7 separate regions of the Mus musculus genome follow, and regions 1, 2, 3, 4, 5 and 7 are each linked to region 6. Evidence: chromatin contacts called from public HiCAR-type, HiChIP or PLAC-seq, Micro-C and promoter capture Hi-C data. All regions are on one chromosome and are shown on one strand. The core of a region is the stretch at or near the end of the contact, and the rest is flanking DNA. Distances in the headings are between cores, read along the strand shown. Region 1 holds the start of Strbp (spermatid perinuclear RNA binding protein). Region 2 overlaps Crb2 (crumbs family member 2). Region 3 holds the start of Zbtb6 (zinc finger and BTB domain containing 6). Region 4 holds the start of Crb2 (crumbs family member 2). Region 5 holds the start of Nr6a1 (nuclear receptor subfamily 6, group A, member 1). Region 6 holds the start of Lhx2 (LIM homeobox protein 2). Region 7 overlaps Dennd1a (DENN/MADD domain containing 1A).

Region 1 (4,352 bases), core at 627-3,126, 650 kb after region 6:
ACTCTGAGGTATGCAAAATGACAGATGAGGGCTCTAAGACCTAGATCTGTCAAGGTCACACAGCTAGTGCACAGCAAACCTGTATTGTGCACTGCAGTGTCTCTTCTCCCCTGGCAGACTTCCTTTTATACTGTAAAACCCAGCTTTAGTGATCTCATCCTCTGTGTATGTGGTCTTTCCTAACTTTACTCAGGCAGAGGGATGAACCTTTCCTCAAGATGCTTACAATCCAGGGAAGAGACTGAGCTAAACTACAGCTTGGTGACATAACAAGGCATTGTTGAACTGGTGATGCACAAGCAGGAAGAGTCTGGACCTGTGTCTCAGGGCAGTCAAGGGGCTCCAGATGGAGTATGTTCTAAACTGATAGAACAACCAGGTTTCCAGAAGGCTAGAATGAGGTGCCAATCAGACATAGTGATCTGGGGCTTAGCATAGACTTCAGGGATATGTTACAGACCTGGGGATAGCTAGGAAAGGACAGCTTTGTTGTTAATGAAGTGTCAAGGAGGGGCAATGGGAAGTGTGTATGTCCTGAAGTTGAAGGCCATACTCAAAGCTTTTTAACTCTAAGTATTAACATATTCTGTGAATGAAGTACTGAGGTCATATATTTTGGTAGTGCTGTGGATGCAACCCTGGACTTTGTCCATGTCAGGCAAGTATTATTGAGAATCATTTCCAGTCCAGAGCTGTTAATATTTGAGTCTGGTACAGGAGCAAGATGAGAAGGGGACCTACCAGGGGGAGTGTGGGAGGTCAGTCCCCTACTGTCTGCTCAAATTAAGTGGGGTTCTTTGCTAGGTTTGCTTTAGGCTAAGGACCTTGACTTATTCTTCAGTGCATTCTAGCACCCTGCCGAGTGTGGAGCATGCAACACACACTAAGCATGGGCTGAACCCCCTGGGAGAATGCTAGGCACTAAGAAGATGCCAACGTAGAGCTGTAAAATAAAACTTGAACCTTTTATTTCTTTCCCAGTACCACCGTTGGAACAAAGTGGGTAGGTGTTTAGCTAGACTACTCCAGACCTAAGGAGGGAAATAAGGAGGGAAAGGATTTCCCGGGCCATTAAGGGTGGAGTAGGGAGAGGAGATTTTGATTTTTGTTCAGTGCTTGCTATGTGCCAGGAAAATTCATATCTATTGTTTTATGCCATCTGCTCAACGGCTCTTAAATAGGAATTACAGTTTTAGTTTTTGTGAAGTGGAAACTGAAGCTCGAGCGGTTCGGTAACTTGGCCAAGGTCACACAACCGGCAAGTGGGAGGGGGAGCGAATCAAGGAGGGATCGGAGTCTCTTACTCAGCCAAGGTACTGCCTGCCCCTCCTCCACCCGGGAGGCATTGCGGCGCTTACTCCGTTAGCGTAAAGGCCGAGGCTGGAGCTGGAGAAGCATCCCGCACCGGGACGCAGAACCTGGGGAAGCCGGCTCTCATTGCGGCCGGGAGCAGCTCTCAGAACCTGCAGTTACGAAGTTAATGCGCGCTTAGCTCTTTTCAGCAGTTGGCCTCCGCCCAGCAACGCTTACCGCCGCAGGCACAGCGGGGCTCAGGTACGGTTTGCGGCCCGGGCTAGGCGCCGCGAGGTGGGCGGGACGCAGTTTACGTAAGCGGTCTCGCAGGTGCAGGCGGCGGCCGCGGGCCTGAGCGCCCTGCGCGCTCCCAGGTGCGCAGTTGACGCAGGCGACAGCGCGGCGCGGCGGCGGCGGGCGCTGGCCGGAGCTCTCAGGTGCGGCAGAGCGCGCGTGCAGGGGGCGCGCGGAGGGCGATGGGGCGGGCTTTCCGTTCCCCAGCAGCCGCGGGCCCCGCCCCCTGGATCGGCCAATGGGCGTGCTCGGCGGCGTCACGTGCTTGCCGCCGCCGCCGCGGTCGCTGCCGAAGCCGAGCTCGGATCCGCGAGCGCCACCAAGGCAGCAGCCGCCGCAGCCGCCGCCGCTGTGCTGAGGAGCCGGAGACGCGGGCGGACGAGGTGGCGGCGGCGGCGGAGCGGGAGCGGGGAGCGGACGCGGGCGGAGCGCGGCGGCGCGGGTAGGCTGCGGCGGGGCCGGCGCCTGCGCGGCGGGCCGTCCCGGGCGGGCGGCGGTTGAGGCGGCGGTTGAGGCAGTTGGCGGAGGCTGCCCGGGCCCCGCATTGTTTGTTGTGCGTCCTTAGCAGCGGCGGCGGCTGCTGAGGCGAGGAGCGCGGCGCAATCCCAGCCCCGCGGCTTGAGCTTTGTGGTCGCCGCCGCGGTACCCGGCCGGTCCGCGTCAGGACTGCGGGTCGCCTTGCTTGCTTTCGGGGTCGGGGTCGCGGGTCCCGGCCCTGAACCTCCCGAGGGCGTGGGCAGCGTGCGGGGCGCCAGCTCTGGGGAGGTGGGAGGGTTCCGGACTCGGGGCAGGTGCTGGAGGACGTTGCGGGCAAGAGCTGGGGAGAGGCTCGGGGGGCGGGCACAGGGTGTGGGCAGATTTGGGTGTAAGGGAGCGTTGAGGGACCCGGCCCCACGGTGACCAGGGCCTCAAGGGCACGCCTGGGGGACCCATGGGGGCCTAGGTCGGGCTCGAGAGGGAAGGAGGACGTTCCGTTTGGGGATTCGGATGGGTGTGTAGGGGGATTTGGGGCGGGCAGGGGCAAGTGAGGTGGTGGAGGGAGGGACAAGATGGGCACCTCTAGGCAGAAATGGAAGGAGCAGATGCCCTGGTTAGCGCTGCTTGTGAGGGGCAGAGAATGGGGCAGGCAGCGGGAAGGCCACCGGACGCCTGAAGGGAAATGGCGGAGGAGGGGTCCGTAGCTGGGAGTGTGGCGAGCAGGCTGAGCCCCAAAAGATGGAGGGAAGGAGTGTCAGAGGAGGGGGTTCTCTCAAATGGTGGCGGTTGAAATTGAGGGTATTCAGGCAGGAGATGTCTGTCTGTGTGTGTGCGCCCAGGACGTCAGGAGTTCCCTAGTGAGTATCTGGCTGGGAAGTATGGAAGGAGACAGGAAGGGGTTGACAGGCTTGGGGAAAATGGCTTGGTTCTGTATTCAGGGTAGAGGAGGATAGAGCAAGTGGGAGGAGGAGTGGTTTACACAGGTACTGAGTTTGAGGGCTTTGGGAGAGAAATGGGGATAAGGAGGTTATGTGGAGGTTTTAGGTTGGGTGGAGAGAGATGTCAAGGCAGGAGGTGTGTGTAGCAGTAAAAGGGCAGCAGAAGTGAGTGAAGCGGAGGGTGTTTGTGTGAGAAATTCTAGTGGGCACCAGCAGAAGAGGAAACCTTGAGGTTGGGAGCACCCTGGAAAGGGATGGGGTGTGTGGCAGGATGGAGAGTGGGGTGGTGAGCAGAAGGGAGGGAGAGGAAATATGGGAGTGGTAGGTAAGGTGTGTGTGTGTGTAAATGGAAATATTCCCAGGGCAGGAGGTGTGGAGAGAAGTTGGGAATGAGGAGGAAGATGGAAGCGGGGGTATGTTTGAAGGGAAATCAGTAGTAGGATGTAGGGGGTATGTTTGAAGGGAAATCAGTAGTAGGATGTAGAGGAAATGAAAGGAGTAGGCAGGGGACAGAAGAAAGGGTATTTTGTAGTAGAAAATGTAAAGGAATAGTACTTATACTGAAGGAAAGGAGAGGTGTTTATGGGTTTATGGCTGTAGCTAGAAGGACAGTTGTATGGAGTTGGTGTGCTGAGGGAAGTAGGATGCTCATGTTTAAAGCAGGAAATGACTGTCAGAGAGGGTTCAGAAGTAGGTTACTTAATTAAGATTTTGGAAGATTCAAGGTGTGGAAGTGTGAGGAAAGATTGGAGTTTTACAGTGTTAAGACATTAAAGGTGGTTGCCTTTAATCTCAGTGCTTGAGAGGCAGAGGCAGGTAGAGCTCTGAGTTAGAGGCCAGCCTAGTCAGTTATAGGAGAGCCAGGGCCACACAGAGAAACACTGTCTTGAAAAACAAAACAAAGACAAGCAAACAAGCAACAACAACAAACCCAAAAGACAGTAAAGGGTCCAAAATTAAGTCACTGAGAGATAATAAAGGGTAGAGTGCAGATGTCCAATGGGAGGAGAAAACTAGGGAGGATTATTTTCAGGCTTAGAGGAACTAGAAATTTGGGACAGTGGACACAGGATGTGGATCCTAGACTGATTAACAGAGAATAAAGGACTTTCAATTGCATACAATATCTTTTTTTAAAATTTTTTTTAATTAGTTATTTTCTTCATTTACATTTCCAATGCTATCCCAAAAGTCCCCCCTCCCCTCCCCCCTCCCCTCCTCCCTGCATATAATATTTTAAAGTTAATTTTTTTAGGATCAAAGAGGTGATGAGCCCCACTTTTAGTTTTACAGCAAGTGAATGGGAAAGGAATAAGGAAGAGCTGACCACCTACTTTCAAATTGGGCAGT
Region 2 (4,274 bases), core at 1,692-4,191, 560 kb after region 6:
TCTGGTGGCACCTTGAGGACACTGTCCATCTCCAGACGAGCCCCAGCCACCTCCTGCTGACTTGGGCTGTAAGTGCCCTCAGACTGGCGGCGCTTTCTGGCAGCCAGGATTCCTGAGAGGAGGCCCAGGAGGAGAAGGAGGAGGCAGGCACAGGCTGCAGGCACTGCTACCTCCAGCAGTGGGAACGGCAGAGGCAGAGGTAGGGTTTTCTGCAATAGATGGAAGACAAGAAAACTTAGAAAAGTGTCCCAGAGTTAGAGAGAGAGAGACGGCCCCTGGGATGTCCAAGCAAAGAAGCCAATGTTAGCCTGGGAGTGTTGCATAGCCTGGCTAGGAGGATAGACAGTAGACATTCCAGGAGTGCCTGGGGGGTGGGGGGGAGTCACAGAATTCAACAGTCAGCTGAAGTGAAGCAGGAACAGAAAGCAGAGCTGGAATGAACTGAGCATTCAGCCCTGAAGAAGGGGGCCCCAAAGCTATAAAGTTCACACCTTCCCTCTCTCCAGCACTTCAGCAGGAGCTGTAAAGCCATTTCCTCCCCCTGGTGTGTGTGTGGGGGGGGGGGGGGGGGGATGTTATAGTGGGAAGGTGAAGAGGCAAAGGCTATAAAGGTCACCTTGACAGGAACTCTTCCCAGAAGCAAAGGGGACTCCCCGGGAGCCTCCCAGCCTGTCCTTTCAAAACACCCGATATCAGCACCCCCCATGGGCTCAGAGCCTCTCCAAAGCTCTGTGCTGATCACCACAGGGCCCAGACCTCTGTCAGCTGAGCCTCCTTGGGGTGAGGGATACCTACAGTGCCCAAGCCTGATCCGCTTCAGAAACTGGGCTCTGGAACCCAGGGACTCCATGTTCCCATAGTCTCAGAAGCCAGTCCCAGAGTACACTTGGAAGATCCTAGCCTGTTTCCACTGCTACTACCCTGGATACCATTGGGACGCTCCAGACTGTGTCTGATGGATGGGGGCTCCCTCAACTCTCCCTAAGGTGAAAATAACCCCTACATTGGGTACTAGAAAGGGCCTAAGTATTCTCTCCCCACCCTCAGCAAAGCCTGTCCACTGTCAAATCCACAAAGGCCACAAGTCCTCCCTGCCCACTGTCCTCTTGCTAAGGTCTAAAGAGGCCTTGCCACCCAGCCCTGGGTACCACTCACCACCACTTCACAGAACTGGCCAGAGAATCCTGCACTGCAAGTACATTCAAATATGCCACTGGCCACCCGGCAAGTGCCCCCATTCAAGCAAGGGCTGGCTTCACAGGGTTTGTCGAGACTCTGACATCTGGAAGAGACAACGGCTGAGAACGCAAAGTCCTCCCACCCACGGCTGCCTCCTATTCCCCTAGCTGGTCCCCACCTCCAGCATCAAGGTTTATCCAGACCCTGCTCCTGCTTGGCCCAGCCTTGCCAAGTGACCAGAGCTGAGGGTGAGGGTACCCATCTCCTACCCACTCCCCTTGTGCCCAGGGTTCATGGGCTGAGAAGGCTCCTACTCCATTGTGTGTGGGGGAGGGGGAGATAATGCTGCAGGACAGGGATGCCAACTAACACCTCCTAGGGGCCTAGAAGTTGCATTTTGGCCATGTCCATTAAGGACCAACGGGCTTTGAGAAACTGGGTGTGTCAGCAGTGGTCGTGCATGCCTTTAATCCCAGCATTTGAAGGCAGAGGCAGGTGAATCTCTTGAGTTTGAGGCCAGCCTGGTCTACAGATTAAGTTCCAGAGACAGTCAGCTACATAATGAAACCCTGCCTAAAAAAAAATAATAAAAATAAATAAAAATAAAAAAACAAAGAAAAAAGGAAGAAACTGGGTGACAGTTACTGCCCAGCCAGTGTCTGCCTAACAGATAATGGTCTGGGAAGTCCTAAAAGAACCAAAAGATACTGATGGATCTGGCACTTAAGTCAATGGGAAGAAGACAAGGAGGACCTCATTTCTCCCGCCCAGGCTGGGCGTCCCAGGGGCAAGCTCCCAGTCAACACCACAGGCCCTGGTCTCCAGACCCACCTGAGGCCAGCAAGACCTTCCTGGCAACTGCAGTTGGTGCCTAAGGGGCCGCCTTCACAAGGGGCGCCATCCTTGCATGTGGAGTTGAGGTTGCATCCCTGAGGCAGGACAGGCAACCTGCAGAGAAAAGCAAGTCCAGTGAGGTGCTGGGAGCTGGCCATAGTGGTGCTCTCTGGGGAATGCAGGCCTGCCTTCAACAGCCTTCCCCAGGAAGCAAAGGAACGCAGGGCTGTCATTCTGCCGCTTCCCCCAACTCCACAAGAGCTGAGGCCTTTGATTCGTGCTGACTTTAAAGGGCAGCGCAAAACAGTTGCTAAACATGAGGAGAGAGGAGAGCTAGACAGCTCTGGACCGGAAGGAAACGGGAGTTTCAAAGGCAGCTTGCTGCAAACCATGCTCCCTGATTCGTCCTGCCCTCCTAATTCTACCCAAGCCACAACATCGTCCTGAAATTCAAATTTTGCCAACTATTATAACCTGTATTTTGTCTTTTTTTTTTTTTTTTTTTTTTAAGACAGGGTTTCTCTGTATAGCCCTGGCTGTCCTGGAACCCACTTTGTAGACCAGGCTGGCCTCGAACTCAGAAATCCGCCTGCCTCTGCCTCCCAGGTGCTGGGATTAAAGGCGTGCACCACCACGCCCGGCTTGTATTTTATCTTTATGGACACCAAACTGAACAAGCTATGAAGAACTTTTTCCCTCCAAACTCCACCCACGGTAAATCAGCAGTCATCTCTACCCACTGCTATGCCCAGGTCAGGTCCCCTTGTCACCCGCACCTGCAGCGCGGGCCGGAGAAGCCCGGAGGGCAGCGACACTCGAAGCGGCCGTCGGGGCGCGCATGGCATTGGCCCCGGACACAGGGAGTGGAGCGACATGGGTCAGCGCGGATCTCGCAGCGGGGTCCTTCCCAGGCGGGGCCGCAGGAGCAAGCAAAGGCGTCGAAGAGGTCGCGGCAGGCGCCACCGTGCAGGCAGGGCGAGGGTGAACATACGGGTCCGCCACGGCAGCCGAGACTCACGGCCGGAGACCCGGGCCAGGCCACGAAGTGCTCGCGCGCCCCAGACACCGTGCCAGACCGCGGTGGCGCCAAGGGTAACGGGAAGTCGCCAAGTGCCACGCGGCCCAGGCAGCCCGTGAAGTTCTCAGCCAGTAGCAGAGGCACTGCACCCGGACCCTGCAGAAAGCCCAGGTCGCCGCCCAAGCCGTGCAAGGCCACGGGTGTCGCCGCGCCGTCCAGCCACAGCAGCCAGCGCGAGGCAGCGGCCTGTGGGAACTCCCGGGCTAGGCGCACGCGATGCCAGGCGCCGTCGGCCACGCGCGGCCCGGGCGCGGGCAGCACCGAACCCGCCACATCTCCTGCCAGCGAGCCGTTGCGCACCGCCAACCAGATATTGGAGTGGGCACCTGCGGCGGAGACGGCGCGCAGTAGCCCAGCCTCGGAGTCGCGCGTGCGGAAGGCCAGGGTGAGCCCGCTGAGCGATGAGGACACGTTGTGGCCTGTGAACACAGCAGGAGGGCCCTCGCGGAACGTGGCCTCGGCCACACCTGCAGAGAGAGAGCCGCTGGGAAATGACCTGCCAGACTTCTCCTACACCACCCTGTCCCCAGGCATTCAGGTGGTAGGGTCCACAATCCATAACTGTTGACCAGGGCAGTCACCCACCTGTCACCTGATCTCAGAAACTGCAGCTCCCTCTTCCACCCCTTATGCATTCTCCTCCTGGGAGGGAATCAGTTCCGGGGTAGTCCTAGGGGGACCACAATACCTGCTACCTTGAAGGCCCTAGACATATTAATAATCTTAGCTCCTCCTAAATCTAACCTGCTCCCCTCCTCCCTGAAGGAGGCTCGCTCTTCACTGCACACAGGTGCTGGTCCAGTCATATCCTTCTCCTCCTCACCTTCTGTAAGGCTGGCAGAGTAGCTTCGGTTGGTAGACTGCCTAGCTTGTAGGAGGCTTTGGGTTCCATCCCTAGCACCCAACAAATGGGGTGTAGGGGCCCATATCCATAGTCCCTAAACTGGGGAAGTAGAGGCAGGAGAATCACAAGTTCAGATCAAGATCACCCTTTGCTACATGGTGAGTTCAGGGCTAGCCTGAGCAACATGAGACCCCTTGGTCTCTGAGCTACTTGGTGGGCTTCAAATTCTATCTCGTGCAGCACTTTTAGTAACCTTGTGTTTCAGCTGTCCATAGGAACTTTAAAACCTCACACATGCCTCACACTCCTTCCTCTCCTGTGGCTCCCTTGAAGTTGCCT
Region 3 (3,999 bases), core at 792-3,291, 920 kb after region 6:
AGCATGAGGAACTGTATTAAAGGATCTCACAATATTAGGAAGGTTGAGAACCCTGACTTAAAGTCCACTTTCTTAGGGGTTTCTGTTAGTAAAATTTTTGGTTCTGTTTGTAAGTGTAAACCATTTGCATAATTTGTGATCTCTTCCATTTCTTGGCTGGAGAGGTCTTATTTTTGTGTGAGATATTTAATTTTGGTGGAACTTGGTTTCTTTGCTTACGTGTTTCTCAGATTTTAAAGCAAAGAGAAGAGGCATATATTTTATTGTGGAAGAAGGCTTTTCACACTAGTAATTATATGAGGCAGAGGTGAGCCTTAGTTACTCAGCATTTGGTTTAATTTGGCTTTTTGTTTTTGTTTTTGTTTTTTTGAGGCAGGATCTTACTATGTGGCCCTGGCTGCCTCTGCCTCTGCTGGGATCACAGGTATAGGCCACGATGCCAGCCTCAGTGTTTGTGTTGTATGGATTCCTAGGAAAACCTCAAAAGAAAGAGGACCCTCTTTACTGTAGTTTGTTTTTTTTAAAATTACTGTTATTTATTTATTATTTAATATGAAAACAATCTCCAAACTGAAGTGGCTCTGAGGTAAATCAGGTGTGATTTTGCATTAGTTTAGAAGATGTGTAAGTGAAAGGTGACTAATGTCACTATTTCTAAAATATTGTCCTAAACAACTTAGAACATTTTATTTCAGCTCATGAATGGCTGTTCTAAATCTGTTGTATGTTAGACATACTTGAACTACCTCTTTACTTAATGGGGAAGTTTCCTTAATAAAAGTTAACCATTAACCTGTGGTGTCATTGACTTCTTATTCTACTCTCTTCCCTCCTTATTTCTCAGTTGTTTGAATTTAAGGATTCTTTAAGGATGGCAAAGGGCTGAAAATGCAGCTCAATAGTAGTGTTTTCTGGAGGCCCAGGCTTAATCATCAGCCATCCCTACACTTCGCAAATAGGGACTTTCTGAATAACTGTGAGAATGCAAAGAAAGATAAATATTGTCCTAAATAATCCCCCTCCCTTGGTTGTGGCATATATTTCGATATGGGTATGTACGTGCAGTTTTGAAGATAGATCATTTCCAACTGAATCCCAACTAATTGAGGTGCAACTCAGAAATAATGTGCAATCGGTATAAAATGGCCGACCGGCCACGATGTTCCCCTGAGGAATCACCACCATGAGACAGGTCTAGTACAAAAAGAAGTTTATTGAGTGAAGTGAAGGGGACCTGGAAAGGGGGTAGAGGCAGAGAAGGATATAAAGAGGAGGAGGCTTGAGGGAAGTCCTGGGACTATTGCTAGTCCCATTGTAATTGGCCATTGTAATGACTTACCACGTCTCCTAGCAGAGCACTTTAAATATTCTTAATTATCTTCTTAAATTCCCATCCGAGTTAACATTATGATTAAAAATAAGGAGAAGGAGGAATGAAAAAAAATGCTCTTATGCTTAAATGGTCCGTCATCTAACGGGGCGGGGGAGCGGGGGGGGGGGGAGAGAAGCACAAAACAGCTCCCTCATGCCTGGCAGGTGACTATGCAAACTGTTGCTAGGAGCTGTTGGGCGGAGCCTAGAGGAATCGCTGACAAAGGGTAATTGGGGAGGAAAGCAAGGCTTTACTTTCATAAAGCCCTGTGTTTAATTCCCATCACCCAAAGAGAAGAATCTTTTAGGGGTAGGCTGTCAAAAGCAGCAGGGTGAAGAGGATGCCATTGGAAACGACAGAGGAGGGGAGGGCAAAGAGACTGGTGGAGCTGTGTCCTGAGGTTAGGGCCAGGTCCTGATGGGAGTAGCCCAGCTACAATACATTGCTGCGAGGTCCTTTCCTTCGGCTCCGCCCCTCAACTCCTTGGCTCCTTGGCGGTTCCGGCCCTGAGCGTTCTTCGCTCGCAGCAAACAGCTTCATACCGGAGCAGGAACGGCCAGAAAGACCCGGCTCGCTGATATTTAGATATTTTTCTGTCTTTCCTGCAGCGGAAAAAGAGAGGAAGAAAGAGCATCTCAGGATGTTCTTCCGGGGCGTCCAGACAGTCTCCGCGAAGAATAAAGCTGGTTGACTCCGGAAGCGTTTCCTTCCAGGCTAAGTCCATCTTCCGGCCTGGGCTGCCATTGCCGCGGAAGCCTCAAAGCCAGTTTTGCTAGTCGGTAAGTGAAAGTGACGGAGACATGCTGGGGTTTGAGGCTGAAGGAGTGAGTACACCCCGCGGTGGCCTCCGCTCTAGCCTGGCACCGCACCCACCTGACCAGTCGGGCCCGACTTCGGAAGGCTCGACTTGGGAACCGTGTGCCTCGTTGGAGGGAGTTGGCAGGCAGGCGGTCTAGGATTCCAGTCAGCTCCTCTTGCTGTATGGGACCCTTTACCCACTGGGAGAACACAGAACCAGGAGGAAAAGAGTCCCTGGGAGAGGAGGAGTCACGTTAGTTTGGGCTCAACGGAGCTAAAGCACAAGTTGGGAAATGGAGCTGAAATCGTGAATGTAATAGATAGGCAAATGGGCGTTCCCGTGTTTTATTTGTACAATGATGAACAATTTAACATTAAGGAGCTGGGTGTATGAAAAACGGACCAAGATCAATCAATAAAAGGTGGGTTAGGGTGAAATCCTGAAGGAGTTTGAATTCTTTTTAAGAACGAAAGGCTGTCTAGGAAGTGGGGGAGATGCTGGACGATTTAAGCATAAGAGCATTAAAGAGTGCTTTGCTAGGAGACCTGTGGGAAGTCATTACAATGGCCAATTACAATGGGACTAGCAATAGTGGTGGGACAATTTGAAGATTGTGTTTTCTAACTTAAGGGGTTAAGTGTACTTTTTTGGTGTCACTACTGTACTGGTATTTAAAAACTTACGTACCATGATACAGAAATGCATTTTGAGTTTCTGAGTTTATAGATGGTTATTGGGAAACAGTTTTACTCCTAGCACTCAAAGTTTGGGTCTCCATTATTCCCAATACATGCTGGGAAGTGGGGGACTCAGTACCATAAAGCATTGCCTATCCAGTATCAATGCTGTGCTCTGTTTTGCATAGATCGTGACCATGGCTGCTGAGTCTGATGTTCTACACTTCCAGTTTGAACAGCAAGGAGATGTGGTCCTACAGAAAATGAATCTCTTGAGACAGCAGAATTTATTTTGTGATGTATCCATTTATATTAACGATACTGAGTTCCAGGGGCACAAGGTGATTTTGGCTGCTTGCTCCACTTTCATGAGAGATCAGTTTTTACTCACACAGTCAAAACATGTCAGAATCACCATTCTACAGAGTGCAGAAGTAGGCTGGAAGTTGCTGTTGTCCTGCTATACTGGAGCACTTGAAGTAAAAAGAAAAGAGCTTTTGAAATACTTGACTGCTGCCAGTTACCTTCAGATGGTTCACATTGTAGAAAAATGCACAGAAGCTTTGTCAAAGTATTTGGAAATTGACCTTTCTATGAAAAATAACCAACACACTGACTTGTGTCAGTCTTCAGATACAGATGTTAAGAATGAAGAAGAAAATTCTGATAAAGACTGTGAGATCATTGAAATTTCAGAAGATAGTCCTGTAAACCTAGATTTCCATGTCAAAGAGGAGGAAAGCAATGCATTACAATCTGCTGCAGAGACACTGACATCAGAGCGGATGAGAATGCAGTCACCGGAGCTCTCTGCAGTAGATGGTGGCTTTAAAGAGAATGAAATTTGTATCCTCCATGTAGAATCCATTAGTACAGATGATGTAGAAAATGGGCAGTTTTCACAGCCTTGTACCTCATCCAAAGCAGGCATATATTTCCCTGAAACACAGCATTCATTGATCAATTCTACAGTTGAGAACAGAGTGACAGAAGTTCCTGGAAATACAAATCAGGGGTTATTTTCTGAGAATTCTGATGGAAGTCATGGTACGGTAAATGAGATCCAGAATCTGGATGAGAATTTTTCCTTGAGGCATCAGTGCCCCAGGTGTCCAAGGGGATTTCTTCATGTAGAAAACTATCTGCGACAC
Region 4 (3,810 bases), core at 365-2,864, 580 kb after region 6:
ATACACCACTGTTTGCCAATCTCACAGACCATATGTGTGTAAGTGCATATAAGTCAATGCAGGCCTGCTGGTGTGTACCTAGTGGGTGAATGCAGCCATGTGCTATGTATATGATGATACACAGTAGGTTCATTAGCAAGTTCACCAGTGAGCTCACAGGGGAGACCTGGCATGTGCCTGTGGACACCTGTCCTGTTGTAGTATGTACCCTAGTCCCTGCCACACATCTGTGCAGCTGCCATGGGCATCTGTGTACTGCATGTGGAACAGATCCAAAGTGCACAGCCCAGAACCTCACGCCCTAATGTACAGACAGCCTGGAGTTGCCTGGTTTCTCCACCCTCATTTGCCTCAGGTACCAGCTTCTTCTAGGTCCCTTCCCTCCTCAACCTTCATTTGGTTTCCTCCCTAAAACAGGTCCTCGCTGTACCCAGGGTCCTCATCCTCCCCCTTTCCACAGAGAAGAGGCAATAACGGCTTTGTAGGCAGGCAGGGGGAATGCCACTGGTGGGGTTCACCTATTGCAGGGGAAGCCGGGCCCTCCCTACTGCCCTCGTAACTATAGTGACCAAGCCAAAGCGTCCTCCAGACCCCCCAGTAGGAATTCCAGGCTCAGTGTTGAATGCACTTGGACAAAGCCAATGTACTGGCTGCCTGGGCTGGCTTCAGGGAGCCCTTCCAGCATAGTTGAGGAATGCCAGAAACCTGCTGCAGGGACACACACGTATGATCCCGAATCCCTAGCCATTCCAAAGACCCGGAACAGCTCTACCGGTTGCCCCTCAAGTGCTGGCAGAGGACCCATAGAAGGGAGCAATGAGGGCAAGCTCTCCCCTAACCCTGGTTCTCTTCCCCCTCCCCTATCTTAATCTAGCCCCACCCACACCCACACCTCCCGTTGCCAGGAAAGGCCAGTTGAACATGCCGGACAACTTACAGCTAGTTCAGCGAGGACACAACTCTCAACAATCAATCCCCTCAAACAGAACGTCCACCCACCGGGCAACTTTACATGTCACCTGCATCCCAGGTCAACACGTGACTCCGGCAGACTCTATGGAGATTGCCTGAGTTTGCTGAAACTTCTCCAATTCACGCATTTCCATCTATCCCGGCACGCTTTCCCTAAGTGGCTCCTCACACCAAGATTCCCAGCTTTTCCCTCAACACACTACGCCACACCACACCAGCTCTCCCAGACTGGCTTCTACAGACCACACCAGCCCTCATCCTCCTGGCCCCACCGCATAGACTCCTCAGTCTGAAGCCTCCAGAACACTCCGAGCTCTCCAAGTGAGTCCCAAGACACCCGCACTGTCCCCACACTGTCTAGGGCCCGGGACACTCTTGCCTCTAGCATCACCATTCTCTCAGGCCAGCCCAGCCACGCTCACCCCCAGGCCCAGCCACACTCACCAGCCGGGACCCAAGGCAGCAGCAGCAGCAGCAGCAGTAGCAGTAGCAGCAACAGGGGGTAAATATCTCGTCTAGGGCCCCAAATCCTAGGCCCCACCAGCGCCATGGCAGCCGGCTCTGCCTGCCTGCCTGCCTGCCTGCCTGCGGGAACCCTCTGCTCGGCGGGCTCCGCGCCCCTGCGTCCCTCCAACCAGCACTGACGAGGTGGACAGAGGCCCGGCCCCTCCTCCAGCCCTCCCCCTCCGCCCCGCCTCCCACTGCTCCTCCCCGGACAGGATCCTCCCGGAGGGTCTGACCCACCGCTCCTCACAAACACCAGCCCCTTCGGAGGCCTCAGCTCCATCCAGGCAAGGCCCTGGGCCTGACCCTGGGTCTCAGTGCACAAGCCCTCTTGCCAGGCGGTCCAGTCCATGGGGCCAGCCAAGATTCCTGGGGCTTGTCCGACTACCCCGCAGTTTCAGGCCTGCCTTGCTTGAGCTCAGAAGCGCTCCCATCCGTCCTCACTTAACCTGCCCCTTCCACACCTGAGATAACAAGGCTCCTCCCCTCCTATCACAGGGGCTCCTGTCCTCGCTGCCCACTAGGTCCTACCCAGCCACACAGATCCTGTTCTTGTGACTATCAGTAAGGTAGTAACTGGGCCCCAGAGCACGTGCCCCCTGACTCCCTTCTATCCTTCCCACCCCCTCACCAGCCAAACGGAGCCCTTTCGTCTCCCCATTTGCCCTTGATCTTTGTCTCTGGTGTTTGCAACTTTAGAAATGTCCCTGCTGTCCAAGGCGGACCTTTCCGCTGAGTGGCTGCTCTACCGAAAATAGTGCTCCGATGCTGTTCCCACCCTTCTTCCTGAAAAGTCCTTCTCTTTGTCTAACCTCACAGTCACATGTTGCACTGGGTGGAGCCAGGAGTTCTCATCATCTCAAAACACACTGGCACATAAAAAAGCATCTCTTCTTCCATGGCCTGCTGCCCCAAGTGGGGCAGCATCTTATTTTAAAGGGAACTACCTTCTTGAAATGAGCCCCTGGCAGATGACAATGTCTGGCCCAGGTCAGTGATGGTGGATTCTGTCCCTGAAGGCTCTGGACTCTGCTGTGTCTGGCAAAGTAGCAATTGGGGGCTATGGCATGTCCTTGGAGAAACATCAGGTGAGACAATGAGCATCACAGGGTATCGGTAGCCAGCCAGAGGGCTGCTGGTTCCCCTGGGTCCCCAGAGCTCAGGAAGAGACTGAAACCATAGGCCTGGCTAACCAGCCCTGTAGCCTCTCCAGAATTAGAGGCCTGCCCTGTTTTCTGGGACACCCACTCCAGTTGTCTCTTGACCTGGAACTCCCATCGCTAATCTTGAGGAAGTCATGCTCCACTCTTGGGGGAGCACAGCTAAACATATAGGCACCTAACATGCCTGAATGACACGGAGTTTACTCGCTCTCAGTCTATTGTGTCTGTCATCTGTAAAATAGGAGTAACAGCTCCAGCCTCGTGAGACTTTACAGGGCAGTTGTGCTTTGCTCCAGGAATATGAATGGCGCCAAGAATATTAAATAGCAGGACCCTGGGGGGTAGCTACAGGGATGGGAGACAGGGGAGTGGGCTGTGAAGAGGAGCCAGGCAACAGACAGGGACTGGTTCACCCAGGAGCCCACCCCCAAGCACTAATCCCGAAGCTGCCACCTGGTGGTCCTTTGAAGAATGCAGTGGACAGAGCGCGCCTGGAGCTTGGATTGTCATAGGAGGTCAAGGAATTCAGGGATACATCTGAGAGCATGGAACTGACTGCTAGTGGTTGACTTGGTAGAACTAACACATCAGAGAGGAATACAGTGGTGAGGGCATAGATACCAATTCAAATCCCCAGCATCCACTTTCCAGCTCTGTAAGTCACTAAGTCTCTTAATGTCTCTGAGCCTCATTAACTTCCAAGTTAAAAAAAGGTGGAGGAGGAGGAGAAGGAGGAGGAGGAGGAGGAGGAGGAGGAGGAGGAGGAGGAGGAGGAGGAGGAGGAAAGAAAGAAAGAAAGAAAGAAAGAAAGAAAGAAAGAAAGAAAGAAAGAAAGAAAGAAAGAAAAAATAATAGCCCTCACTAGGTGGAACTGTCTTTTTTTTTTTTCATTTGTTTATTTATTTATTTATTTATTTAGGGCTTTTTGAGACAGGGTTTCTCCAGCTAGGTGGAACTGTCTTATGGATAAACTGTGTTTAAGGATTAAAGTGTTTGAAACAGCCAAGCAAGTGCTAGTTAAATTAAAAATGAGAAAGTAATTTTAAGCTATATGGATTTCAAATTGGAAATAAATTTATTGGCTACACTGGGGAACATAATGAAATAAGAAATTTGCTTCTACCCATAGAATCCTGGAATGTGGCAGACAGCTTTCAAGGCCACAAGATAA
Region 5 (4,348 bases), core at 531-3,030, 580 kb before region 6:
ACAGCTACAGTGTATAAGTATACTCATATACATAAAATAAATAAATGAATCTTTTTTAAAAAAAGATCATTTCTTACAGTCTACTTAGATAGGGCCATCTGGGAATACAGAGGGACCCAGTTGTCCCTTGATGGGAGGTATAAGGAAGGTGCTACTGAAGAAAAGGATCTAGAAAGATGAGTTAAAGACTTTATAGAGGCATTTCGGCTTTCTGATCCACTGAGTATATAACGGACATCAACTTTTGTGCCACTTCATTTGTATGTGAGAGCACCAATATCAGAGCTACCTCAATGAACAGGTGTGGGAGCTTTAAACCACACAGCATTAGTGTCAATCTCTCATAACAGCTGCTGGCACAGACTAAGGATGGACCAGGCCAATTAATATTGATAATGGAAAGTGCAGGAAGGCTTGGCAGAGCCTTCTCAATAGCAGGTAAGGGAAGAGGCATGGGAGCAACGTGGGCAGGAATCGGAACAGGTTAGATTTCATAAGCCAAGTAAAGACTTCTAAACAATTAAGTAAAGAATGACTCACAAGAGCCAGAGGATTCCAGGGGCACATGGGGCAGAATGAAGTGACAGAATGAAACCGCTTCGATACGGCCCATTAGAGGAAAGCCCAGCAAAGCACCAGAGTTCTTTGATTTATAGTAAGCTAGATAGCATTTAAGTTCTAGACTGAAACTTAATAAGTCTTTTCCTAAGGGAGGTGTGTGTGTTGTATAGTGTGTGTGTGTGTGTGTGTGTGTGTGTGTGCGCGGGTTGTGTAGTGTGTGTGTGTGTGTGTGTGTGTGTGAGAGAGAGAGAGAGAGAGAGAGAGAGAGAGAGAGAGAGAGAGAGAGAGAGAGAGAGAGAGAGAACGCGCGCGGGGCATTTCTGAAAATCACCACCACCCCTAATCCTGAGAGCCCCATGGCCGCGCGCCACCTGGTGGCAGCGGGAGGTGGGCCCTGGAGGAGGAAGGGGAGAAAATCCAGGATTTTATTTGGTGGGAACTTCTGTAAACTGAGGCGATAGCGTGTATGTGAGAGTTGGTCTCTTATCACTGGATCCGATTCTTATTACACCTCTCATTTTTGAGACAGGTATACTGAACAGGAGTGGGAAGGGGAACACTCCGGGAAAGGGACATTCTTAAAACAGAACTCTTTAAGACACAAGGAGTCAGGGGTCTCAAGTTTTCTTTGGTGGCATCAGTGGAAGTGATCTTAGTTTGTCCATCTGTTCTATGGGCAGGGTGCGGGGAATGAAAGAGGAGGAAGAGAAACTTTAATCTTTCCCGCCCACCCGGAGGTAAAGGGGCTTTAAACACTTCTCCGGAAAGCAGAGTTGTATAGATTCTATTTGCATACGAACGCAGTCACCTCGGGTTAAACTCGGGTCCTTTAATCTCTGGTCCAATTTGTCGCTCAGCCCGGGAGGAAAGCCCTCATGAGTACCTACACACCCCGCCCCCTGGGGCCTTCCCCCACAGGGCTGGGCTTGGTTGCACGTGCTCACCCGGTTCCCGGTGGATACGCCTCCTTGGAAAGGCTCATTATTAGTGTGGGGAAATAGTTGGAATCATAGAGCACTATGATCACGAATAAGTTACAATAGAGAGAAAACTCTGACATAGCCGTTTATTATATTAATATATTAGAAATTTTATTAGAGTTTGTAATAGTGATAGGTTTGGGTTCTCCCTACTTAGGTCTTCCTGTTTTTTTTCCATCACCCCTTTATTTGGTAGAGTCCCGTGTGGGCAGCCTCGTTGGGAGGACTACATTTCCCAGAATTCCTCACGGGCATGTGCGTGGCAGCGGCGCGTGACGTCAGAGGAGGGAGCTGGCCAGTGCTGAGGGGGCGCGGCGCGGAGGGGCGCGGAGCCGGGCGGCTCAGGGGCCCAGAGAGTGCGGCGGCCGAGAGCCTGCCGGCCCCTGACAGCCCCCTCCCCCCGTGGAAGACCAGGACGACGACTACGAAGGCGCAAGTCATGGCGGAGCAGCGAAGCCCGAGAGGGCCCTGAGCACCGCCGCATGGAGCGGGACGAACGGCCACCTAGCGGAGGGGGAGGCGGCGGGGGCTCGGCGGGGTTCCTGGAGCCGCCCGCCGCGCTCCCTCCGCCGCCGCGCAACGGTGGGTAAGGGGCCTTCTGAGCCCGGGCGGTGCCAACGCCCGCGACCCCCTCTTTCTCTAAGCTGACTCTAGCTCCGGGATGCCGGGCAGCTCCTCAGTGAGGACTCCACCCTGGGCTCGCACTCTCCAGGCAGGGTCCCCGGTCCCCTCTGCTCGGACCCTCCCCTCCCCCCGTCCCCTCTGCGCCAACCCTTTCTCCTCCCCCAGGAGGCCCTGGTGCACGGAGCACCCTCTCTTCCTTCACCAGGGAGCTCGCAGACTCCACACCTTTGCGCCCTGCACCTATCCTGGAGCGTTTTCCTCCTCCACTGTCCCGAGCTTCCTCCCAGCCCGTGAGCCTCCGCCTCTGGGCAGACCGGTAATGGTCCTTCTCGGACCTCGGTGCTCACTCCTGTCCCCTGGCCTTCCTTTACTCAGACTCATTCTTCTAGGCGACGACTTTCTGCTGGCTCAGGTCTCCAGCGGGATCCTGGGGCACCGGGACACCTGCCTTTTCCCGGCGTTTGCCGGACGCTTCCCGCGCCGCCCAGCCTATCTCTTCCGGGGTGCTGAGAATTCCTCACCTGGCCCGGCCGCTTGCGTCCCCTTGTTCCCAGCCCAGTCCTCAGGTTCCTCCGGGCTGGCTCTCGCTCCCTCCCTGGCTCAATGTTTTATTTGTTTCTGTTTGATATCCCCCCCCCTCGGTGTTTGCGGCGGAATGTTTTTATTGGTAAAGTGTAAGGAGCTTTTGTGAGGTCGTAAAAGGTGAACTTTTGAACTTGGAAAGCGCCCTGGAGCAATTAGCGCAGGCGATAGCCCCGGGAGGCCTGCATTACAAAGGGTGCTCGTTGCGGCAGGCCAACGCTCCCGCGGCAAACCCGATTTATTTATTTATTTGCCCTGCCTTCCACCTTTCACATCTCCTCATTTCCGAATAAAGGGCAGGCTCTCAGAGATCCCTGCCTCCTCCCCTCTCTGCGCCATAAACGCGCAATTCTCTGGAAGATCTAGGACCCGAACAGTGTCTAACAAGTAACAGATTTCAGATTGAATGCAAACACTGGGGACAGTTAGGAGGCACTAAAAATTAATTGCTTTGGCAAGAAGTTTCTCAATCAGGACAGTGACCTGGCAGGTGTGGGGAAAGCAACCTGAAAATAGGTCCCCGAGATTCTGGTGAATGAGTGGGGACGCACAGAAGAGAAATCTTGAGTTGGATTTGGTGCTTCATAACCGTATAAATTCATTAAACATTCATCGTTAATTCAGTACATCTTTAGTTTCTTTTAAGCTAGTTAAAAGGAAAGCCTGCGTAGAAGAGAGCCTGATTAATTTGATATGATAGTGATCAAATGGTGATGTTTTCAAAGCGTGTGAGCCCTAAAGATGTGTATTATGTGTGGATCTAGTTGGCCGGGCATCCGGTCGGGACTGATCTGAATGTGAGCATGTTTGGGATCAATAAAGTCCCACGTCACAAAGGGAAAGAAAGGAATATAGTTAGGGTAGAAAGAGACACTGTGTAGAAGAGCAAAGGTGATGGTTTTGGCGTTTTAAATTTATGCACAGATTTGGTTTGGTATTAATTTGTAAATGTTGTAATTCTTGATGTAAGGATTACCCGCAGGTTTTCAAATTCCGTCTCCAGATCTATCGGGTATCCCTCGTAATGTATTTTGGAAATGCCTTCCTGTTTGCTAATAGTTTCTGTTCCCACCTGTGCTTACTATCAGATGACAGATTTTATTGCAGCCATCACTTTCAATTCTACATGAGAATATTATTGTAAGGAAAACCAGAGAACAATGCATTTGCTATTAATTATTCATTGGAACATTTTAAAGAACTGAGTGGCAGTTTTAGCTCTTAATCAGATTATTTGTTAATACTCATTCTTTCCTTAACTGGTCAGAAACACTGAAAAGAATCTTAAGGAGCAATCAGTCCGTTAAGGCTAAGAAATATCTCTAATATTTCACCTTAGTCCAAGTTAGTGATACAAATTTATTCTTTTTACCGAAAAAACAATGGGAACTTTTGGCAGCTTAATTGGTTCAAAAGATAATAGGAAATTTTTGTACCATAGCTTGTTTTTCAGTAAAAAAAATAAGCATGGTCTAGGTAGTGTTTTACAGCTTATGTTAGTTAATTAGTACCCAAGAAGTGCTCATGAGATAAAAATTGCCTTTGGAATAGTGGGCTCTTTTTCTTTTTTCCTTCCTAATGAATATTTTTCTCCAAAGATA
Region 6 (4,143 bases), core at 1,249-3,748:
CAAGAAACTTCAAAAGGGAAAGTAGCATGAAGACCCCACCCACCCAGGCTGACTTTTTAAGCACCCTAAACTCAGAAAGGAGGGTAACATTGGTTTTTCTGTTCCTACACTTCATGATTCTTTCCAAGGGTGCCCCGAATTGCTAATTTAGAAAGTTGTCACCAAATTTTGGTGGGTGCTGGCTTGGAGAAGAAGGGTCTTGGGTGGGGCAACCTGGACTGGGAGTGAAAGCCAAGGAGGTGGAAGGTGTGGGTCCCTGAAGGCCAATGGGCAGGGTCTGGGTAGGATCTACCTGTAGTAGTCTTCTTTGCAGTAGATGCTGCCATCCTTGCTGAAGCAGGTGAGTTCCGACTCCAGGTTGAGCTTGCATTCACAGCACTTGAGGCAGCGCATGTGCCATTGCTTGTCTACTGCCAGCAGGTAGTAGCGGTCAGAGATCTTGCCCCCACAGCCAGCACACAACGCTGCCCGGTCACTGCTGATGGACGGCATGGTCTACAAAAGGAGAAAGACAGAACACTGCCATAAGGGACAGCCTACAGCTATGCTCCCACCAAGAAAACTCTCCCTGAGCTCCTTCCCTGGCCCTGGTTATATCTGAATCCGCCTAGAGGACGGTCTAACTGGGCAGCCCATTTTCTCCATCTACCAGGCCCAAGCTGCACAGCTCAGCTCCAGGCAACCACCGAGCCAAGCCGCTGCAGCAACACTTTACAGTTCTAAGTTGTTCTCAGGCCTTAGGTCTCCCTATTCCTGCCCTCGTGCCCTTGCCCCAGGATATCCTCACAGCGGTTAAGTATTGGGACAGAGGGGTCTCTTCCCCCAAGCTCTCCAAGGGAATTCCTCAAAGTGTTTATTAAAGGTGCTGGGCCTCAGAAAAGAACCAAGACAGTAAAGTAAGGTGAGTATTAAAAGTCTTCCTCCACCGGTACTCCTCTTCAGAGGCAGCAGGGTTCCTGGCCCCAAGCCTCAGTAGCCTCTTGATCCTTAGACCAAAGGTTCAGCCCAGGGCAAGTCCAGCAACTTCTGGTTCCCGCTTGGGTCTTGCGAGTAGGTTAAGTGGGATACAGGGCGACCTTCCAGGAGGGTGCAAGGCAGGCCCATGTGAAATTTTTTTCCTAATAAAACTGAGCAGCGGAGGTTTATCCGGAAAGAAAGGCTTAGGGGAAACCCGGAGGTCACGGAGCTGTGGCTCTAGAAGGGAGAAACTCGGGCCAGGCTTCCCACCTCCTCGGTCTCTAAAGGTCACTGCAGCCGCTGCTTAGGCAGCGTCTGCTAGTCTGGCCCCGGGGGAGGCTATTTGGGGCCGGGACAGCAGAGCCAGGTACAGAGAACCTAATGGAGTCTCCTTCCGCAGAAGCCAGGCCGGTGACTGAACTCCGAACCATTGCCTGGCCAAATCTAGCCAGTTAGGAACACGGGTCACGATCAACGGAAAGTGCTGGCCCAGATGTCGCAGGGCCCTGAAACTGAGCTAAGGAGAGAATCCCAGACTGCCAGAAGACTGAAAGCGATTCAAACCAGCTAGGGCTTCCACCGGTTCTCCCTTTTCCCGAGGCGTCGGCGCCAGCACCAGGAGCAAAGTAGTGGAGAGTCAGGTCTGTGGACCGGAGCGCCTCCGGGAGCGGAGAGAAGAGAGTGGCCTCCACTTCCACTCCCCTTCCACTTCTAGAACAACGTTCTCCTCCACCCTCGCAGTCCAGATCTGGGTTTCAACCTTGACTCCCTCCTCCTCTCTAGCAGCTGAGTTTCCCCTGAGTCTGGTGCCCCGGGCCTTGCACCCTGTCCGAGGATTCCCCAGCCTTGGTCCCGTGCGTCTCGGAGGACTCTACCTAAAGTTCGGGGAACAGAGGCGCTGGCTGGCCCCGCCAGGTCCCAGCTCTCAGCCCCAACTCCACAGCCGCGCGCCTACCGTCTCCGTGTCGCCGCGGTCGATGGCGGAGCTGATGGCCGGAGCCTCGCTCTTGGCCCTGCGGTCCATCTCGTCGATGACCCCGTGCACCTCGGGGCCCGACAGACTGTGGAACAGCATCGCGGCGGGACCGGGGATGCGGCTGCCCCGAGGAAGGGCTTGCCCCCCGCCTCAGCTGCCTGGCGCTCCCGGCGTTAACCGGCCCAGTGCATCGCCACCGCGGCCCCGGCCCCGCCCGAGCTCGGCTGCGCCCCCAGGCTGGGCTCCGGGCCGCGGGCGCCTGCGGGCCAGGACGCCTCCCGCCGAGGCGTGGGGGCAGCTACATCGCGGGGCGCCTGGACGGCGGCGCCGAAGCCAGGGTCACAAGGGCAGGGGGTGAGGTGGGGGCGGGAGACCAGGGCAGAGGTCGGCGCCCGCTGTGGGCGCTTTCACGCCGCAGGCATCGCTAGCTGGGTTCTGGCGCCCAGGGCGCAAATCAGGGGCGCAAACTCTGCCCCAGGCGGCGGTGGCTGCAGTCGGGGTTCACCCAGGAACAGCTAGGTGCCCGCGGCGGCCCAGATGCCTGCACGTCTCTTCCCCCCGGGGTGTGTTCCCAACCAAAGGCGAACTGGAGTAGGGGGTCTCCGCGAAGCCTGCGAGCTGAGCCGAGCCACTGGGAGAATTGAAGAGGAGGAGGAGGAAGAGGAGGAGGAGGCGGCGGCGGAGGAGGTGGAGGAGGAGGAAAAAGGAGGAGGAGCAGAGTGGGAGGAGGAGCCGACGGCCGCGGGCCCAGCCGCGCGCAACGCTACCCAAGCGCGCGCCGAGCTCAGCCTCGGCTCTGCAGTCCGCGCCAGCGCAAGCCTCCGCGCCTTTTCTACAGCCGCGCCTGACATCACGTCCTGCCGCCGTGCCATTGGCCGCCCGCCGCCCCAGGCCTTGGCAGCGCGTGCTCCGGGAAGGCGGGAGACCCAAAGGGAGGGGAAAGGCTAGAGGAGGAGAGGAGCGGAGAGAGGAGGTGGTGGGAGCTGGTGGGCGAGGCTGGAGGAGGAGGCGCAAGGGAGGGAGAAGGGAGAGCGCGGGGTTTGGAGTTTTCTAGGCTGCGAACAGTTTCCTGTGTTTCTTCAGGAAGAAAAATTAAACCTTTCCTGGAGTCTCTGTCCTAAAAAAGCGCTGCCAAAGGATGCTTGAGGAAGTCTCCATTCTCCCCCTTGGCCTCTGGAACCTGGGGTTGAGGAGGGGCAGAGAAGACAGACCAGGAGTACTGTTTCAAGAGCCTTCGGCTGCTTCCCGCCCATCTGGGCTTCGGTCTGGGGCGCTACTCTCTGCGCTGCGTTTAGCAGCGCAGCCCTCCCGGGGACCAGGCGCAAGTGCCACCAGAGCAATGACTCCCAAGGGTAGCGGGCCGGCCAGCATATCCTCTCTTCAAGTGAGCTAGGGACTATACTGCCAGGCGTGTAGCTCCTGGATTTCTCCAAAGCTCTGCAGTCTGGAGGCATGTCTTTAGGAACTCAGAAAAAGAAACAAGGAGTCCATAGCTCTCTCCCATGTACGTGCAGTGTGATCCGGAGACAGTGACTCAACCTCCTTTACAATGTTTGACTTTCTCAAAGGGAAACAAGAAGGCCCCCTCCTTTTAGGTGTTTGGGTGTGATGAAAGAAATGAGTGGAAAATATATAGAGCATAGTAGGCACTCAGCGAATTTCTTAATCGCTCCCTCTTTTTCTTTTCCTATTTGGATCTTCTCACTCCGGGATATACTTGGCAGTTCTTAAAGACCAGAGGCCTATTCTCTTCCTTCCTATGGGGTACTCCATCCCACTAGCTCTCCCACTCTGGACCCACCCTGCCACCTGGTTGCACAAGAACTAACAATAACATGGCCTGCCCAGCAAATCCCAACTGCCAGCCCTGAGTCTCGTGGCTGAACCCGGGGCAATGGCTAGGTGTCTGGTGGAACAGGAAGGGATTCGGGAAGAAGAAAAAAAGAAAAGAAAATGTGATTTGGGGTGAAAAAGAAAAAGGGCAAGACAGTTACTGAAACTCCTTTCTAGGTCCGTTTTACAAGTTGCTTTCTTTCCATGTGATAGTGGGGAGAAATGAAGTCTGAAATGTCTGCTTGCCTGGCACAATTAAAGGGAAGCCAGGACCTCTGTAGTTTATCTCACAGGACACACAGTTGAGGCAGCATGAAGTCATACTTTTTACATAGTGTACATAACTTTTGCTCACAAGTAGGTGTTGCACTGGTGTT
Region 7 (3,940 bases), core at 1,247-3,746, 520 kb after region 6:
GGATCTCAGTATTTTAAATGAAAAATATATGCAGTTAGCTGTGCGCTGACAGTGTCCTTGAGGATTTGACAGTGAGATTTTCCAGCAGTTGGTCTTCGTTAGGATCCTGGCAGTGTTTAATAAGGCAGTGGAACTGCTGGCACCTTGGGCTCCTGTTTGTTCTCCAAGGGCTCGGGGCTGCTGCGGTAAGCACACCGACCAGAGCTGATCATTACAAGGGCGTACGCCACCATGAATAAAAATGTCACACGTTTTCCCATCTCACAGCGGTACAAAATGTCAGTCCTGTCAAACACACATTGCAGGGAGCTGTGTGCAGTCCGTACAAATTGGAAAGCTGCATATTCCCCCAGCCTTCTGATATTCTTCATTTGAAGCTGAAGAAAAACAGTTGTTAACCTATTAGCTGGGATTTTAAACTCTGCTGAGGCTCTGGATGGTAGACTCTGACACAGATAGGAATGTATTCCAGGGTCCAGGAATTTTAAAACAAGTTCTCCATCCATTTGTTCCTAGACATTGGGGGAAAAAAAAAAAAAGATCCACTCCCCTGTCTAACAAACCCAACTCTTTCTTTAACAGACACACTGGGGAAATTTTGGGATATTTCATATCTAAGCTTCCTAATGCTTCCATACCTGCATTCCACTAAAGGAATAGAAAAGAAAGAAAGAGAAAGGTTCTTGCTCTGGGAAATAGCCCTAGAGCTCAGCCTGATAAGTTAAGATACCTCTAGGTTAAGGTCGTTCCTGGCTTGACAGTGATGGCTCATGCCTTTAATCCCAACACTCAAGAGGTATAGGCAGCTGGATCTCTGAGTTTGAGGCCAGCCTGGTCTACAGATTTCCCTGACAGCCAGTAATACACACAGAGAAACTCTGTCTCAGAAAGGGAGAGCGGGGAGTTCCTGATTAGAAGCAAGCCAGGAATGTTACTAGTACTAAAGACAAATAACCCAAGTGATGAGAATAACCTGTTGATGCAGGTGCTTGGTTAAGGCCTCATTCATGGGTGGACATTTGTACTGTTGTTACCATAGGCAGGTCTATACCAGAAACCAGAAGTTGCTATGTGAACCCCTAACCCCACCACCACCGAAGACTGCCTCTCTTAGGGAAGAGAAGCAAGATGTACTGCTCTTAGGGGTGGGAAGAATGGAGAGCACTCAGGGAGAGCAGCTCTGAGGGTAGCAATATTCCATCAGGTGGGTGAGTGAGGGCTGATGTAGGACCAGTGTATGTTGAGGACATAGGCACATGCGAGATAGAGCAGCTGCTCTGAAGGATGGCAAACGTGAGCCACTGTGATATGGGCTAAGAGGTGAGGCCATGGGGATAAGGCCTGGGTCCTGACAGCTTGCTGAGCATAGGGGTATTTTTTTTTTCCAATTTTTCAAACAAGTTTTATTCCCATACAATCCTGAGACTTTACTTTTGCTTAAGATATACACAGGGAACATGATTCTTTAATGTGAACAATAACTTATGTCCTGGCTCCACCCCTTGGGTGGCTTCATGACTGGGTAATAGTGCCTCTAGCCTTAGCGTCTCTGTAGTGTTCCTGGCTGCTGTGAGCACAGGGATTTGATCAGTTCTCTTGGGCTGGGAAGTGAGAGATTATGGAGTTTTCTTATCTGTACCAATGCAAAATTAGGTGGAAGCTTTTGTTTTTATTTCCTATTGCTGTACTGTTTGGAGTGGACACTATTCCAGAGATGATAAATGAGTCTTGCTTTTGCTGAGCTGGCTCTGGCCCTTAATATACTGAACAAACTCTCACCAAGCAGGGCACAGACCTAGAGAAATGCAGGCAGCTTTTCAGACAGGCCTTCCCGTGGGGTTGAGGAGACTTCACGGTACATAGAGCTCCAGGATGTCAGGGAGCAACATCATGGGGGTTGGGAAAGCTGTGCCCTGGGCTCACAGAGCGTATGTCACCATCTGCCTTCCACTGCTCTGTGTGTGTTGTGTATCATGGAAAGTGTGTGCACTCGTGGGCATACCTGGGCTTGAATTGTGTCTGTGCCACCTGTTAGCTGTGAAGCTTGGTCTAGATGAGTCACTGAGCCTCATTGCCTTATCGTTTCTGCCTTTTTAAGCAAGGTTGCCTTCTCTGTAGCATTCTCGAGACCAGTTATCTGCTTAGCACCTAGCATGGACCTGGTGCACAGCATGTGCCAAGAGCCAGCAGCCCCTCCTGGTATCGAGGAACATCTGGAGGTCTTTCCTCTCACCTCACCACCAGTGAGACTCCTGGACAATGTCACCCAGGCACCCTCGATGGTGTCCCAGATGGCCATCAAGTGGAGGGAGCAGAAAGGCACCTGCCTCCTGCTTCTGTTTGGGTGAAGAATAGTACAGTCAGCAGAGCCCCCTGCCCCTGCCCAGCCACCAGCCGCATCTGGTACCCGACCTCCAACAGCCAATGGGATGCCACCTATTCAGGCCCTGCACCTGCACCAACTAAAAACAAAGGGCTCCCCTCCCCCTGGCCCTCGCCTGGGCCTCCTCCCTCCCCTGCCACTGTCCCCCAAGCTGGCTGGGTCACCCAGCCACCATGCAGTCTTCCCTCCCAGCTGCTTGGCTGCTTTTGTTCAGCATGTGAACTTCCCCGTCAGTGGAGCTCCTTGCACGGGAAGTAATCAGGAATCTTGACAAGGCTTCAAACCACAAATGCCACTACAAATTAACCAGCACCACTACAAAATACTACTCCTGTCAACATTGGAAAGAGTGCAGGGCTATTCAGAGCAGCCTGAGAGGCTTTCAGCACAGCACGCACGCGTGGAAGGCAGGGTATGGCAGAGAGCCCTCTCGAGACCACTTGCCCAGACCCTCTCTGCAAGTGCTGTACCTATCCTTCAGGACCACCTTCAGTCCCAGATGCCCTCTCATCCCTCGCACAGGTGGCACCTCAAGACAGCAAGCAGTGGGTATATGAAAACCACCCTGTAGGCAACAAACAGGCAAAGGCTGACGTGCATGCCAGGTGTCTGTCTTCCATTATGCTGTGAGGGAAGATGAGAGACTTCTGTTTCCCTGCCTATACAATAGGACCCTGGCAGAGCCTTTATCCCAGGCTGTTCAGCACCCCTGGCATGTTCTGGGTACCCCTAGCCCTTCAAGGGAGCTCCTAACCCCCTACTTCTCCTCTGCAGAGAGCCCCTTCCTACCATGTTGTGTGAGTGAACTCTCAGCAAGCAGATGGCCACTTTATCCTCAGCCATGAGGTCAGGGTCCTTCCTGTTCAGCATTTTTGCAAGACTATCCACCACACAAAAGCTTGTTACCTCTGCAAATGCTTTGGGTCCAAGAATCCCCCACTTCTTTCTCATGTCCTGCTGAGCCACTCAGGTCCAGAACACATCACCGGGGCCTGGTATGCTCCAGCTGGCCTGGCTGAAACTCTGAAGCAGAGACACGCATTTGATCCTCCCCAGCAAGCAGGATCAGCTCAGTCATGGCTGTGTAAAGAGAACTGGAAATAATGACAGGAGTTGGGGGACAGAAGAGAGCCATGCCTCTGAGAGCTGGTTGGGCATTTCAAAGGAAACACTCCACAAAAATATCACTTCAATACACTCCCCTTTGGAGGCATATCAAAAGAAGCCCTCTTTTATTTCCATACCTTGCATAATAGCAGATTTCCAGTCCCAAAGAGTAGCAGAGCCTTGCTCCTGGCCCAGAGACCCTTTGTAAAGCCATAGAAAGCTTTGTCTTCCCCTCCCAACAGGGTCTGCTTCACACACAGGTCAGAGTATTGATGTGAATACTAGCCAGGAAAATTAACCAGGTGAACTCTTCCCTCGTTAAATAGCAACAGAGTATAATTGTGAATTCTTTCACGCCTGCTCTGTTCCCAGCACATTCCCAGGACAAACTGAGAAGCCCAGGCCCCATCCAGCTTCCCCTCAGCCTCTTCGGTGGAGCCAATGGGGTCT

The links. Promoter capture Hi-C pulls out the DNA fragments that hold promoters and counts their contacts. A called contact is a pair of places that touch in the nucleus more often than the background predicts. HiCAR-type assays count read pairs that join an accessible place to other places. HiChIP or PLAC-seq counts read pairs in DNA pulled down with a chosen protein or histone mark.
Region 1: a Micro-C map of embryonic stem cells shows a contact between it and region 6, with 4 times the contacts expected there. The contact joins the promoter of Strbp here to the promoter of Lhx2 in region 6. A contact is called at or near these places in 7 of 39 promoter capture datasets (the 3T3-L1 cell line, the C10 cell line, embryonic stem cells and 2 more), 2 of 484 Hi-C or Micro-C datasets (both in embryonic stem cells), 2 of 115 datasets of contacts at active chromatin or transcription factors (astrocytes and embryonic stem cells) and 1 of 9 other capture datasets (adipose tissue).
Region 2: a contact with region 6 is called in a HiCAR-type map of embryonic stem cells, with 6 times the contacts expected there. The contact joins the enhancer-like site here to the promoter of Lhx2 in region 6. A contact is called at or near these places in 7 of 39 promoter capture datasets (cranial neural crest, frontonasal cranial neural crest, hippocampal neurons and 3 more), 5 of 484 Hi-C or Micro-C datasets (the CH12 cell line, bone marrow-derived macrophages and embryonic stem cells), 16 of 115 datasets of contacts at active chromatin or transcription factors (craniofacial prominence, embryonic basal ganglia, embryonic forebrain and 7 more) and 2 of 9 other capture datasets (embryonic stem cells and liver).
Region 3: a contact with region 6 is called in a HiCAR-type map of astrocytes, with 5 times the contacts expected there. The contact joins the promoter of Zbtb6 here to the promoter of Lhx2 in region 6. A contact is called at or near these places in 2 of 39 promoter capture datasets (the C10 cell line and liver) and 3 of 115 datasets of contacts at active chromatin or transcription factors (astrocytes, craniofacial prominence and large pre-B cells).
Region 4: a promoter capture Hi-C map of embryonic stem cells shows a contact between it and region 6, with 3 times the contacts expected there. The contact joins the promoter of Crb2 here to the promoter of Lhx2 in region 6. A contact is called at or near these places in 7 of 39 promoter capture datasets (embryonic stem cells, liver, maxillary cranial neural crest and 1 more), 1 of 484 Hi-C or Micro-C datasets (embryonic stem cells), 18 of 115 datasets of contacts at active chromatin or transcription factors (astrocytes, embryonic basal ganglia, embryonic forebrain and 9 more) and 1 of 9 other capture datasets (embryonic stem cells).
Region 5: a contact with region 6 is called in a Micro-C map of embryonic stem cells, with 3 times the contacts expected there. The contact joins the promoter of Nr6a1 here to the promoter of Lhx2 in region 6. A contact is called at or near these places in 3 of 39 promoter capture datasets (frontonasal cranial neural crest, liver and maxillary cranial neural crest), 9 of 484 Hi-C or Micro-C datasets (cerebellar granule neurons, cerebellum, embryonic stem cells and 2 more) and 1 of 115 datasets of contacts at active chromatin or transcription factors (astrocytes).
Region 7: a contact with region 6 is called in an H3K4me3 HiChIP or PLAC-seq map of embryonic forebrain, with 6 times the contacts expected there. The contact joins the enhancer-like site here to the promoter of Lhx2 in region 6. A contact is called at or near these places in 14 of 39 promoter capture datasets (the 3T3-L1 cell line, 3T3-L1-derived adipocytes, the HPC-7 cell line and 10 more), 1 of 15 datasets of contacts at CTCF or cohesin (the NIH/3T3 cell line), 3 of 484 Hi-C or Micro-C datasets (the HPC-7 cell line, embryonic cerebral cortex and pre-B cells), 13 of 115 datasets of contacts at active chromatin or transcription factors (craniofacial prominence, embryonic basal ganglia, embryonic brain and 10 more) and 3 of 9 other capture datasets (adipose tissue, liver and pancreatic islet).

Annotation. Positions count from the first base shown.
Region 1 is chr2:37,700,869-37,705,220 of GRCm38.p6, reverse strand. It overlaps Strbp (spermatid perinuclear RNA binding protein), which reads left to right and starts at 1,876. Exons shown (of 18, transcript NM_001379315.1): 1 at 1,876-2,029.
Region 2 is chr2:37,792,383-37,796,656 of GRCm38.p6, reverse strand. Crb2 (crumbs family member 2) reads right to left here. Exons shown (of 13, transcript NM_001163566.1): 10 at 2,790-3,558; 11 at 2,011-2,127; 12 at 1,156-1,282; 13 at 1-209. Among named protein-coding and RNA genes, the nearest start is that of Crb2, 18 kb to the right of the region's middle. Within about 2 kb of position 2,941, at least 8 of the 459 cell types and tissues checked have an H3K27ac peak or open chromatin away from gene starts, as enhancers often do.
Region 3 is chr2:37,428,961-37,432,959 of GRCm38.p6, reverse strand. It overlaps Zbtb6 (zinc finger and BTB domain containing 6), which reads left to right and starts at 2,041. Exons shown (of 2, transcript NM_146253.5): 1 at 2,041-2,151; 2 at 3,037-3,999. The coding sequence starts at 3,046. It overlaps Zbtb26 (zinc finger and BTB domain containing 26), which reads left to right. Exons shown (of 2, transcript NM_199025.3): 2 at 1-792.
Region 4 is chr2:37,774,053-37,777,862 of GRCm38.p6, reverse strand. It overlaps Crb2 (crumbs family member 2), which reads right to left and starts at 1,614. Exons shown (of 13, transcript NM_001163566.1): 1 at 1,417-1,614. The coding sequence starts at 1,522.
Region 5 is chr2:38,923,893-38,928,240 of GRCm38.p6, reverse strand. Nr6a1 (nuclear receptor subfamily 6, group A, member 1) reads left to right here and starts at 1,780. Exons shown (of 11, transcript NM_010264.4): 1 at 1,780-2,123. The coding sequence starts at 2,024.
Region 6 is chr2:38,349,663-38,353,805 of GRCm38.p6, reverse strand. It overlaps Lhx2 (LIM homeobox protein 2), which reads right to left and starts at 2,498. Exons shown (of 5, transcript NM_010710.4): 1 at 1,913-2,498; 2 at 293-495. The coding sequence starts at 2,032. It overlaps Gm27197 (a long non-coding RNA gene), which reads left to right and starts at 3,066. Exons shown (of 2, transcript XR_374289.3): 1 at 3,066-4,143.
Region 7 is chr2:37,828,682-37,832,621 of GRCm38.p6, reverse strand. The region is part of intron 19 of Dennd1a (DENN/MADD domain containing 1A); the gene reads left to right. Among named protein-coding and RNA genes, the nearest start is that of Crb2, 54 kb to the right of the region's middle. Within about 2 kb of position 2,496, at least 24 of the 459 cell types and tissues checked have an H3K27ac peak or open chromatin away from gene starts, as enhancers often do. A contact at or near this core is called in embryonic basal ganglia, embryonic forebrain, oligodendrocyte precursor cells and 2 more, where this site is marked.